Regions from separate parts of the Gossypium hirsutum genome. Here regions 2 and 3 are each linked to region 1. A link is a contact called in public Hi-C data. All regions are on one chromosome and are shown on one strand. Each heading gives the region's core, a stretch centred on a gene start, on an enhancer-like site or on the middle of the called end of the contact. The rest is flanking DNA. Distances are from core to core; before and after follow the strand shown.

The links. A called contact is a pair of places that touch in the nucleus more often than the background predicts.
Region 2: a Hi-C map of leaf shows a contact between it and region 1, with 2.4 times the contacts expected there. The contact joins the promoter of LOC107938547 here to the promoter of LOC107916522 in region 1. A contact is called at or near these places in 10 of 34 Hi-C or Micro-C datasets (anther, callus, hypocotyl and 1 more).
Region 3: a contact with region 1 is called in a Hi-C map of leaf, with 4 times the contacts expected there. The contact joins the promoter of LOC107916558 here to the promoter of LOC107916522 in region 1. A contact is called at or near these places in 2 of 34 Hi-C or Micro-C datasets (both in leaf).

What each region holds. Positions count from the first base shown.
Region 1 is chrA01:93,729,897-93,733,621 of Gossypium_hirsutum_v2.1, reverse strand. LOC107916522 (nuclear transport factor 2B) reads left to right here and starts at 2,089. Exons shown (of 3, transcript XM_016845777.2): 1 at 2,089-2,544. The coding sequence starts at 2,110.
Region 2 is chrA01:94,042,689-94,046,135 of Gossypium_hirsutum_v2.1, reverse strand. LOC107938547 (histidine kinase 3) reads left to right here and starts at 1,494. Exons shown (of 11, transcript XM_016871742.2): 1 at 1,494-2,360; 2 at 2,559-2,840; 3 at 3,043-3,212. The coding sequence starts at 1,872.
Region 3 is chrA01:93,327,628-93,331,226 of Gossypium_hirsutum_v2.1, reverse strand. LOC107916558 reads right to left here and starts at 2,029. Exons shown (of 8, transcript XM_016845831.2): 1 at 1,818-2,029; 2 at 881-1,219; 3 at 232-303; 4 at 8-75. The coding sequence starts at 1,907.

The sequences.
Region 1 (3,725 bases), core at 840-3,339:
TATTATTGAAAATATTAAATATTAATATTTTAATAATAAATATTTATTACAATTACAAATATATTAATAATAAATTTTTTGTAGTATAAAGGTTAAAATATGTCATAAGTCTATGTACACTTCATAGATTTGTAATTTAGTCTTTGTACTTTTATTTTCAAGAATTTAGTCCCTTTACTTTTCAAATTTAAAAATTAAGTGCAATTGTTGACATCGTTAATTTTTTTTGTCAATTTTGTTGATGTCACATTTTTAAATAAAAAATACTTATTGATGTCACATTTTTAAATAAAAAATACTTACTTAGTAGTCATGTAATTAAAAAATGACGTTGTAATGAATGTAAATTTAACATAATATTTTTAATATATGCAAAAATAATGTAAAATATAACATTATATATAAAAGTAAATTCAATTAAACAATGAAAAAATAAGAAAATCTCAAATGTATGTTTGTTTAATTGAAAATAACTTTTATGAAATATTTTTAAGAAATATACCAAATAACAAAAAAATATTTTACACAGATTCTTTCGAACACCAGAAAATATTAACTTTTCTAAAAAAGTAAATTATTTTTTAAAAATTATTTTCCTAAAATCATTTTCAGTGAAACAAATAAAACCTTAAATATAAAATTAATTTGAGTTACTCTCATAATAAATATGATGTCTCACATTTAAATTTAACAGCCGAAAGTGCAGAGTGTAACATTTACCCCACAAAAACGATTTGGCATCATTATAAGTTTACCACGATTTTGCACTGCAATTGATTTAGAGATTTAAAGCTTTTGTACAAGCTTAAAAAAAAACTCTCTTATATTTTTTTATCTTTATCTTTAACTTTTTATTTTTCAAGTTTTAATTTATACAGTTATGGGGCAAAAGTTGTCTGGTTTTGCGTTTCTTTTTTACTTTTTTTAACCTTTTTTCATTTTAAGGTTTTTTTTTAATTTTAAATTATGTCAGGATAGATTTAATGTATCACATTTAATAATAAAATTAATGATTTTAATAATTGAATGATACAATTCATATAATCTCAAAAATTTGATGATGTAATTTAAAGTTTTGAGACAAATTTAATGTGAGAATTAAGTTTGGGAAAATATGGTGCAATTTACTCTACTTGATTTATACATGGAAGAGTATTTTCCTAACTTTCATTATCGACATAGTGATTGGTTGACTTGTGGCATTAACTCACTTAGGGTTTAAACAATAATATCTATTATTATATTTAAGTGTTTTACTGAACTAGTTTCAATTTCAATTGAATCATCAATTTAATAATAAATTTACTAAAAATTCATAATTTTTAATGAGCAATAAATATAATTTGAAAGGTAATTTTGTTTCTCTTATTATATTTAAAAGTTTCTTTAAGCTTGTTTTCTTTTGAATTTTTTTGAAACAATTGAGTGTTTCTTTTAAAATTGTTAAAGCTGTAAAACATTTCGTTTTATATTTTTTTTAGTTCTTTAAAAATATGTTCAAGTCGAAAGATAGTTTAGTTTTCATTCCCTAAAATTGTTAAAAAATAAAAATCATTCTTTTAACTTTTCTTTTTTCTTTATTAGGTCTTTATGAGAGAGTTATGTCACCCTCAATTAAGTTATCAACTTAGTAATAAATTTACTAAAAATATATATATAATTTTTAATAGATAATAGCTATTATTTTGAGAGTAATTTTATTTTTCGTATGAACTTTATAAAAATACTTATGCATAATAAGATCACAAAGGCAATATATTATGATATTTAATCTTTTAATTTTACCATTTCAATTATAGTAATTTTTATTAATATATTATTTTTTATAATTATTACATACATTTTTTACTCTGTGACAAAATCTAGTATATACTTCAAAAATTTTAGAGATAAAAACATATATTTTTCTAACTCCAAAAATAATACTTCTTTCAATAAAAAAATAATTTCAAATTTTCCTTCAAATAAAATTAGGTAAAAGAAAAACGGTTGGGCTGCGTTAGGTTGACGCAAAGAATGATCCGCTAATTGATAGACAGTAAAGCGGGTGTATAAACGATCCAAAAGAAAGAAGGAACACGCTGGCAGCCCCTTTTCCTTTAGATTTTTATGATTCAAATTCAGCCGCTAGATGAATCCTCCTATAAATACACAATTTTGGATGGGCTCGGCTGGTCTCTCCTATTAATTCCTGTGTCAGTGCCCTTCTCTGTTGACGGCTCAAACTCTGATAAACAAAACGAAAAATCGATGGATCCAGACGCTGTAGCCAAGGCTTTTGTCGATCACTACTACTCCACATTCGATGCGAACCGGGCCGGTTTAGCCAATCTCTACCAGGAACGTTCCATGTTGACCTTTGAAGGTCAAAAGATCCAAGGCTCTCAGAGCATTGTCGCTAAGCTAACCAGCCTTCCTTTCCAGCAGTGCAAGCACAATATTACCACCGTCGATTGCCAGCCATCTGGCGCTGGCGGCGTCCTCGTATTCGTCTCTGGAACACTACAACTTGCCGGCGAACAACATGCTCTCAAGTTTAGCCAGGTAGCTCTCTTTGCATCTTTTGTTTTATTTTGTTTTTTAGGGTTTTTTATATGTACTTGAGCGATCGATCTAAGGCTAATCTGTGTGACACTGTTGATCTCATCGGTGTTATCGATGGTATTAATTTCGCGATTCGATTTGTTAGTGATGGATCTTTTAAGTGAGTTTTTGATCTGTTGTAACTCCCTCTTGAATTTTTTTATTTATTCTTCAGGATTCTAAGAATTGAATTGGCTGTTTAATGCATATAAAACTCTCTGCTGTTTACATTATATTTCAGTGATCGCTTGTTTTCCATTCCTTTTGATAACTGAATTAATAAGGGAAACATGTATGATATACTCGATATAATTAACAGTGTCGATTTCATTAAACTGTGTCATGAATTTTCAAAGATATAGATATTTTGGATCCACCATCTTGCCGATGGAACACCTGCTATTTCTTATTTTGTTTTGCCCTATGTGGCTCTGCATATGGAGTTGACTTATATGATCGTCTGTGATGATTTTTTGAGATTACAAACATCACCGTTACCCCATATTCTTATTTATTTATCTGGATAAAATAAGGATCTAATTAAATTTTTAAAATAAGTGTTGTAAGATTGTCTATGATTCCTGTCTGTATGTTTACGTGTTATAAATAATTGTAGCAATCAAGAGTTCTTTTGTTCCTGAAGTTTTTTTATCATAGGCAAGCCTTCGGTTGTTTATTTTAATCTTTTATGCTTGCCTATTACATTTTTCGCATAAGAAATAGATGGTGGGTGCTCACATTGCGTACTGTGAAAGATTATCAAACATCTTCTCAATGTTGTTTCTTGGCAACTCTATCGTGAGCATGATATAAAAGAAAAACCAGTGATATCTCTCCTCAACTGTAGACATTGATGATTTTGCTTGTGACTTATATGCCTTGCTTTCTCGTAGAGCAAACTTATATAGTTTGATACGTATTTATGGCTCAACGTTCTGTTTAATTTTGTGCAATAAGGGCCTCTTTTTATCTAATGGCTAAACTCTGAAAAAAGTACTTTTTTAAGAAGGCCCTTAATACTTGTATTTATACCTCATGCAAGTTATTACCCTTGATTTTTGCCTATATTCAAATGAGAGATTGATTTTTACCTAAAACCTGGAAAGTTAAAGGCTAATTTAGGTGTAACAAACGTATAGGAG
Region 2 (3,447 bases), core at 245-2,744, 310 kb before region 1:
TTAACCTAAAAAAATTAACAGTATTAATAGCTGGATCTAAAATTTGAAATCTGAAAAGTAAAAAGACTAAATTTCTATAAATACAAGTATAATGACTAAATTCCTAATTTTTGAAAGGTACAAGGACTATTGGCACATTTTAACCAAAAAAATATAATTAGATAAATTAAAAGTTTATGATATACATATAAAATTAATACTTAATTCAAGATAACAATGGGTAAATTAGTCTTTATATATTTCATTCTTTCATTAAATTTAAATTTATGCTATTAAATGTTTATTTTAACATTTTATATATAAAACATAACAATAAATTTAACCATTAATTTTTACACATTCATTGATTTTTTCCCTACTCTTTTGTTTGAACTAAATTAACCATCTAGCAATTTACTATCAACTTTTATCATTTACATGACACTACTTTATCTATATTTTATTACAACAAAAAATTCTAAAATATCGTAGAGCATTAGTAAAAATTAGGTTAAAGACTTGTGTTGTTCATAAAATTGAAATTTAGTTTTTGTATTTTATTCTTAAGAGTTTGATCTTTTATTTTTTAGATTTTAAAATTTAAATTCAATTGTTAATTATATTAATTGTTTTGTTAAATTTATTAATGTGACATTTTGAAATAAAAATATTCACTTGATTGCAATGTAACTAAAAAATAACATTCTAATGAATCTAAATTTAACACAATAATTTTAATAATTTCAATAATTAGACTTAAATTTTAAAATTAAAAAGTATAGGGATTAAATTCTAAATTTATAAATATTAGAGATAATTATGGCATATTTTAAGCTAAAAATTATGATTCCAAAAATTATAAAAAAAAAGTGTCAAAAGATTATAAAAGAAGTTCTAAATTTAAAAATAAAACATAGATGTGATAATAAGATAAAATAGTACTAAAAATTAAGGGTTATTTTGCTTCAAATAAAAAGTATATGCTAAATTAAAAAATAGGGTATAAAAATTAATGACTAAATTTTGTTATTATAGAACAATTTTTTGATATTTTTAATCAGATAATTTTAATAGAAAAATAATATTTACCGTATGAAAGAACCCGAGTTGTATGTTTAGTATACCCTAAATTCAATAATCCAAAATAGGAATTATTGCTACCTTTAATTCAATGAAGCAAGTTCTTAAAAACTCTATCGTCTTCTTGATCTAATGTTTTTGACAACTTCGAAAAATTAGAGGGCTCCTAATCTCAAAAATGGGTACAAAAGTCGAATAAAAAAGAAAAAGAAATTATGTTAATTGGTATAGAAATTTGTTTTCATGCAGAGCAGCAAAGGGTACTTTTGTTATCATAAAGTACAGCCAACCCGAGAATAGAGAGTTAAAAGCGTGTAGAAGTTGTACACTTAGACAAAAAAAGCAAAAAGAAAATTTCTCATTTGTTATATTATTTTATATTTAAAGACAAAAATTAATAAAATATACTGGTAGTACCGGCACTACAGTGTTGCAGTAGTATAATATATAATTAGTGTTTGTAATTAGAAACTCAGAATCTTGTGGGGGGTTTTGATTCTTTTTTGTGGTTATTGTGAAAAAATTTCCTTTTATCTTCCTCAATTCTGGGTTTTCTATTTTGCCATCCTCAGTTAGAAAGCTATATTGCTGGATAAGATAGCATCTTTTTTTCTTTCTCTCACGGTCCAAGGCCTTACAGTCTGTCACATGGTAAATTTGGAGTTTGCTGGGAGAGGGTTCATCTTATCCCAAGGTTCTTTTCTGTTGATGCAGAATTTTACTACACAGTTTCTATAGATTTGACAGTGGGTCTCTGTCTTTAGCTGGAATTAAGAAGGAAGTAAGACCCACAATTGGTCACTGTTTCTTGGATGAGTTTGCTCCATGTATTTGGGTTTGGTTTAAAGGTGGGGCATCTGCTTTGGATGTTATGTTGCTGGGTAGCATCTATGATTTCCATGAACTGGTTCATTAATGGTGAATTTAAGGACGCTGACACAGTTCTCCTTGGTCATAGTGGTAGTAAGATGTGGTTGAAATTCTGGGACAAGTTCTCAAACTATAGCTTCAACATCCACCATCAATATTACCAGTATGTGGGTTCCAAGAGAATTAGCAAGACTTGGTGGAGAAAGCTCTTGTTTTCATGGATAATTGGTTGGATTTTGGCTTCTATTTCTATACTCTATTATATGAGCTTTCAAGCTACCGAAAAGAGGAAGGAGACATTGGCTAGCATGTGTGATGAGAGAGCTAGGATGCTGCAGGATCAGTTTAATGTAAGCATGAACCATATCCAGGCCATCTCCATTTTTATCTCAACTTTCCACCATGGCAAAACCCCCTCGGCTATTGATCAGGTAAGTTAATATCCTCATCTTGTAACTTTTAGTTAAGATAGATGATTATGCATTTCCTTTGCTTTATTGATCAGGATCGGTTTATCAAGTAATGATCTTGTCAACTTGATAGCCAAACCAGGTCTGAGTGTTTGTAGTTAGGAATTATGATCCTTCTTTTTTTGGATAACAAAGGGAACTCACTTTAATCACATCTAGAGGACTTTTGCGAGGTATACGGAACGAACTGCTTTTGAGAGACCTCTTACAAGTGGCGTGGCTTATGCTGTAAGGGTGCTCCACTCGGAAAGGGAACAATTTGAGAAGCAACAGGGCTGGACTATTAAGAGGATGGATACCCTTGAACAAAACCCAGTTCATAAGGATGACTACAATCCTGACCTCTTAGAGCCATCGCCAATTCAGGAAGAATATGCTCCTGTTATCTTTGCGCAGGATATCGTATCACATGTGGTTTCTCTTGATATGCTGTCAGGACAGGTTAGCTCTTTTACTATCTAAAAGCTTATTGAGAAACCCAAGATTCCTTGGATCACTTGTATTAAGCTTAACTCGACTGAAGATTTAATTGTACTACTTTCCAGTTAGGAGGAATAAAATATTTTCAATCTCTCAAGAATTTTGAATTCATTATTAATTACACACTTCAGTTATGAATACTGAATTTCTTGTGTACCGATAGGAGGATAGCAAGAATGTATTGTGTGCAAGAAAATCAGGAAAAGGGGTGCTAACAGCTCCATTTAGGCTACTCAAAACAAATCGTCTTGGAGTTATTTTGACATTTGCGGTCTACAAGAGGGATCTGCCCTTGACTGCAACTCCTACTGAGAGGATTCAAGCTACTGTCGGGTATGTTTTCAGTATGATCAAAAAGTAGGAATGTCCAACAAATGTCTCCTCCTTTTATAAAAATTAATGGGAAGATAAATTCCTTATGCTTCTCATCTCTGAAACCACATACATACATGAAAAAGGTAAAAGCTGCAATAGCTTACAGACATCAATGAAAATAATGCCTTGTTAAAAAGGGTGAACCAAGCTCTTTTCTTTTTAAACGAGATCCCTGATAGGATGCTCTAGTTAA
Region 3 (3,599 bases), core at 780-3,279, 400 kb after region 1:
AACTTACCTGAAGTTCATTGGAATACGCCCAATATGAAACAAGGGAGGTGGCGCGGTATAACCTGGCCTGAATTGCTGTAATGCAGAAGATGTATGATCACATAAATTTAGGTAAGAAACTATATATCAATGAAGAATTCGAGCTCCATACTACTATAAGAAATTGGAGTTAGAAGGGGAAAAAAAATGCTTTAACAAGAACCTTGGGTCGTGAATGTAAAATTATGGTACCTGATGGCATATTTCACAGGTGGTGTTGCCCTTCTCATTGCACCATCTCTGTACACATCTGCGATGCGCATACTGTAATAAAAATAAAACGGGTTAGTAGAAAAATCAAGCTTCAACTAATCAAACTAGCTAAACCCTTCAGAAGGAAATGCATATTCACAGGTTCCCCTAGACTGGATTCTTTAAAAAGATTTACTGAAAATGAATGAGTATTGAAGGATATAGGAGCCCGATTGAAACTGATGATGTATTCAAACTTCTAAGGAGCAAAAACTACACAAAGTTCATCACATCATTTACCTAAAATTGGAAACAAAATGTTGTCAAAGTTGCAAGGCGCACTCTAGGCACTAGAACCCTTATATTGCATGAGGTGCAACTTGAAACACAAAAGTGCTCATATGAGTGAGTAAGGCGATATATGTATATGTGTAAGGCTAAGATATATAATTATAATAAGAAACTCTAAAAGAGTGATCTAATTTATCTATAAAACATGCAAAAGTTTCACTTATGTTATCAAGTGCGGCGCCATGAGAACACTGCAAATCATTATAGTGAAAAATTTGTGTGGTTATCTTAATATACATAACATTACAGATATATTCAAATTCTGAAAAAAGTATAGTCAAGTAAGCACCAAACTAACCTTCAAGCTGCCACAACAAGCACAAGGGGTCTCCATATTCGAGTCTACATCCTCATCTTGGCATATCCTACATTCAACAATTCCCCCCAGGGAGGATAAATTCAACTTTGGAGAAGAGTTGAATACCTTAGTGTCATCAACCACTGGTGCAGTGGCCTGAAAAGACCGGTTCCGGCTTTCAATTGCAGCTTCCAATGTGGATTCAGTTATCAACCGGTCCACTAGTAATACAAAATGATCCCCCATAATCAGATACAAAAATGAAAACTCAACAATCAGCTTTAAACAAGCCAAAGACAAGGCAGGAACAGTTTTGATCAAGTTCTCTTGTTTAATTTCCTGCTGTGAACAACAACTACAAATGATTAGAAACAATAAAAAAACTTTCAAAATTTAGGTGTTAGTATATAAGATTTAAGTTCATATAAAGCCCCTCTCAACTGCGGAACTGAAACCAGGAGAATTGGGGACACCCTAACAAGTGCATGTAATAAAGTATGGACAAAAGCACCTCATAGAAAGTTAAGAAGAAATTTTCTCAGAAACGAACAGCATCAAAAGCTCGACATATTGGAGCAAATACAGATATAAAGTTAAAAAGTTAAAAAAATTTTGAAAAGGTTAAGCAGAGGAGGAAAAGGGAGAGACGAAAAGAAAAAGAGGGGCTTTTTGACAGGCACTTAATACAAATGCCTTCAGAAAAAGAAAACCCACAAAAGCAAACAAATTGGCATGAAGCCATTGAAGAAAATACATCCAAAAACATTCTAAAGAAAACAGAATGAAGAAAGGGAAGTACCCAAAGAAGCCAAAAAGACAAAAAGAAAGGAAAAGAGGAATGGGAGGGAAAAAGGTAGCAATAACAAAGGGGGCAAAAAAGAGAGAGTGCTTTACGATTACAAGAGCATTAAAGCATAAAAGAAAAGAGGAAACTTACAAGAAAGGGATCGTTTTTCTTCAAGCAAAGGGAGCTTCTTTTTTGGTTTCTGTGAAAAATAAGGTATGGGGTTTTGAGGTAAATAAGCATGCATTGGAATGAGGTGTTTCAGTCATTATATATGGGATTTCATTTCTGTTATGATTTTGGTGAGGGGGGAGGAAGATTCTTGAGCCACCACCCCGCATTTCCCGTTTTAATATTTTAAAAACGAGTACAGGTTTTTGCACTCTTTCTTAATTATATTGGGTCAATATTGGCGGACTAAGATGTAGACTTGTTCAAGTTGAGCCAGGCCCATTTAACATTCTCTTTCTAAATTGAATCCCAAATAAGGCAAATTCTTTTCCATTTCTTTATGGGAAAACACTATTAATTCCACTCCATTCTTAATTCAACTATGGTCCAACCACCTAATTAATCAAACTAGAAATGGAAATTTAAAACATAAATATTTGTTTAAAAGTAAGATATATACGACTGATGTAGATAACAAATTGTATATATTAAAATAAATGTATAAAATACATCAAAATGAATGACTAAAATACTCTCGAATAATAAAAAGATTTTAATTACAAAAAAGATGTTTTTTCATAATTTTTTTAACCCAATTGAGAGCAGTCAATGGTTTTAATAAATACTATAAAATAATATGAAAAATGTAAAATAGGGAAAACCAAAGGAAAAATTCTTTTTAACTAAATTATAAACACATTTAAATAACAATGACATAAACATTAATGATAGATTACAAAATCAAATTAAATCTGTTGTGTTTTTGAGTATTTTGTTTAGGTTTGTGGAGACGTCAGATAGTTCTGATAAACAAAACTATTTTATTTGCTTTGCTCTGCTGCGGGCTAAGTAGTCGGCTAGGTTTTTTATTTGTCGGACTGTTTACCTAATTTAAACTACTGTTCATTATAAAATATTAAGACTTAAATGTTAAATTGAAAATTGCAATCATTTCAACTATTACTTCAAAGCTAGCAATTAATTAAACTTTTCAAATATTTTTCTTATAATAACATTTAACCTATTATTTCACGTTATGTTTAACATGAAAACTGTTGTATGTGTCGGTTTAATTGATTTTTAAATAAATTTATGAGCTCTTAATTTAATTTTTAATTATTTTACGATGGTTTAATTATTTTTTAAATACAAGTGTCAAACAAATATGTTGCGACAAACTCCAGTCGAGCTCTTTTTAAGTTTAGATTATTTCGAGTTCAGATCAATTCAGGTTTGAATATTCTTGAGTTAAAAGTTTGTGTTGTTTTAATTGATTTTTTAAAATATATTTTGAAGCTTTCTATAATATAATAATAGTTGTATACATAGTTATATACTATATTATTATATTGTGAAATAGTATATCATCTTTTGTTGTTAGCTATTAAAACTGACTTACCTAACCAAATCGAACCAGATCAAGCAAATCAAGTGTTAAATTCAAATTTTATTTCAATAATAGTTATGTATATGTTGTAACGACCTGATTTTAAACAGTATTGGAAAACATAATTTTAAAATAGATTTTGTAAATTAAACTAGTGAATTATTAACTGAAGAGTTGACGTATCTAGTATAAGATTATAATATTGAATTATCGAGCAATTAAATTGAGAAAGTTGTTAATTATGATACAGGGACTAAATTGCAAATGAGTCATCACAAGTGAGAAAGAGAAAACACATTTTTACGGTTATTTTAAGAAATTCTTAATCAATTAGAAACCAACCAACTATATAAGAGAAACAAAAAATCTTCATTATT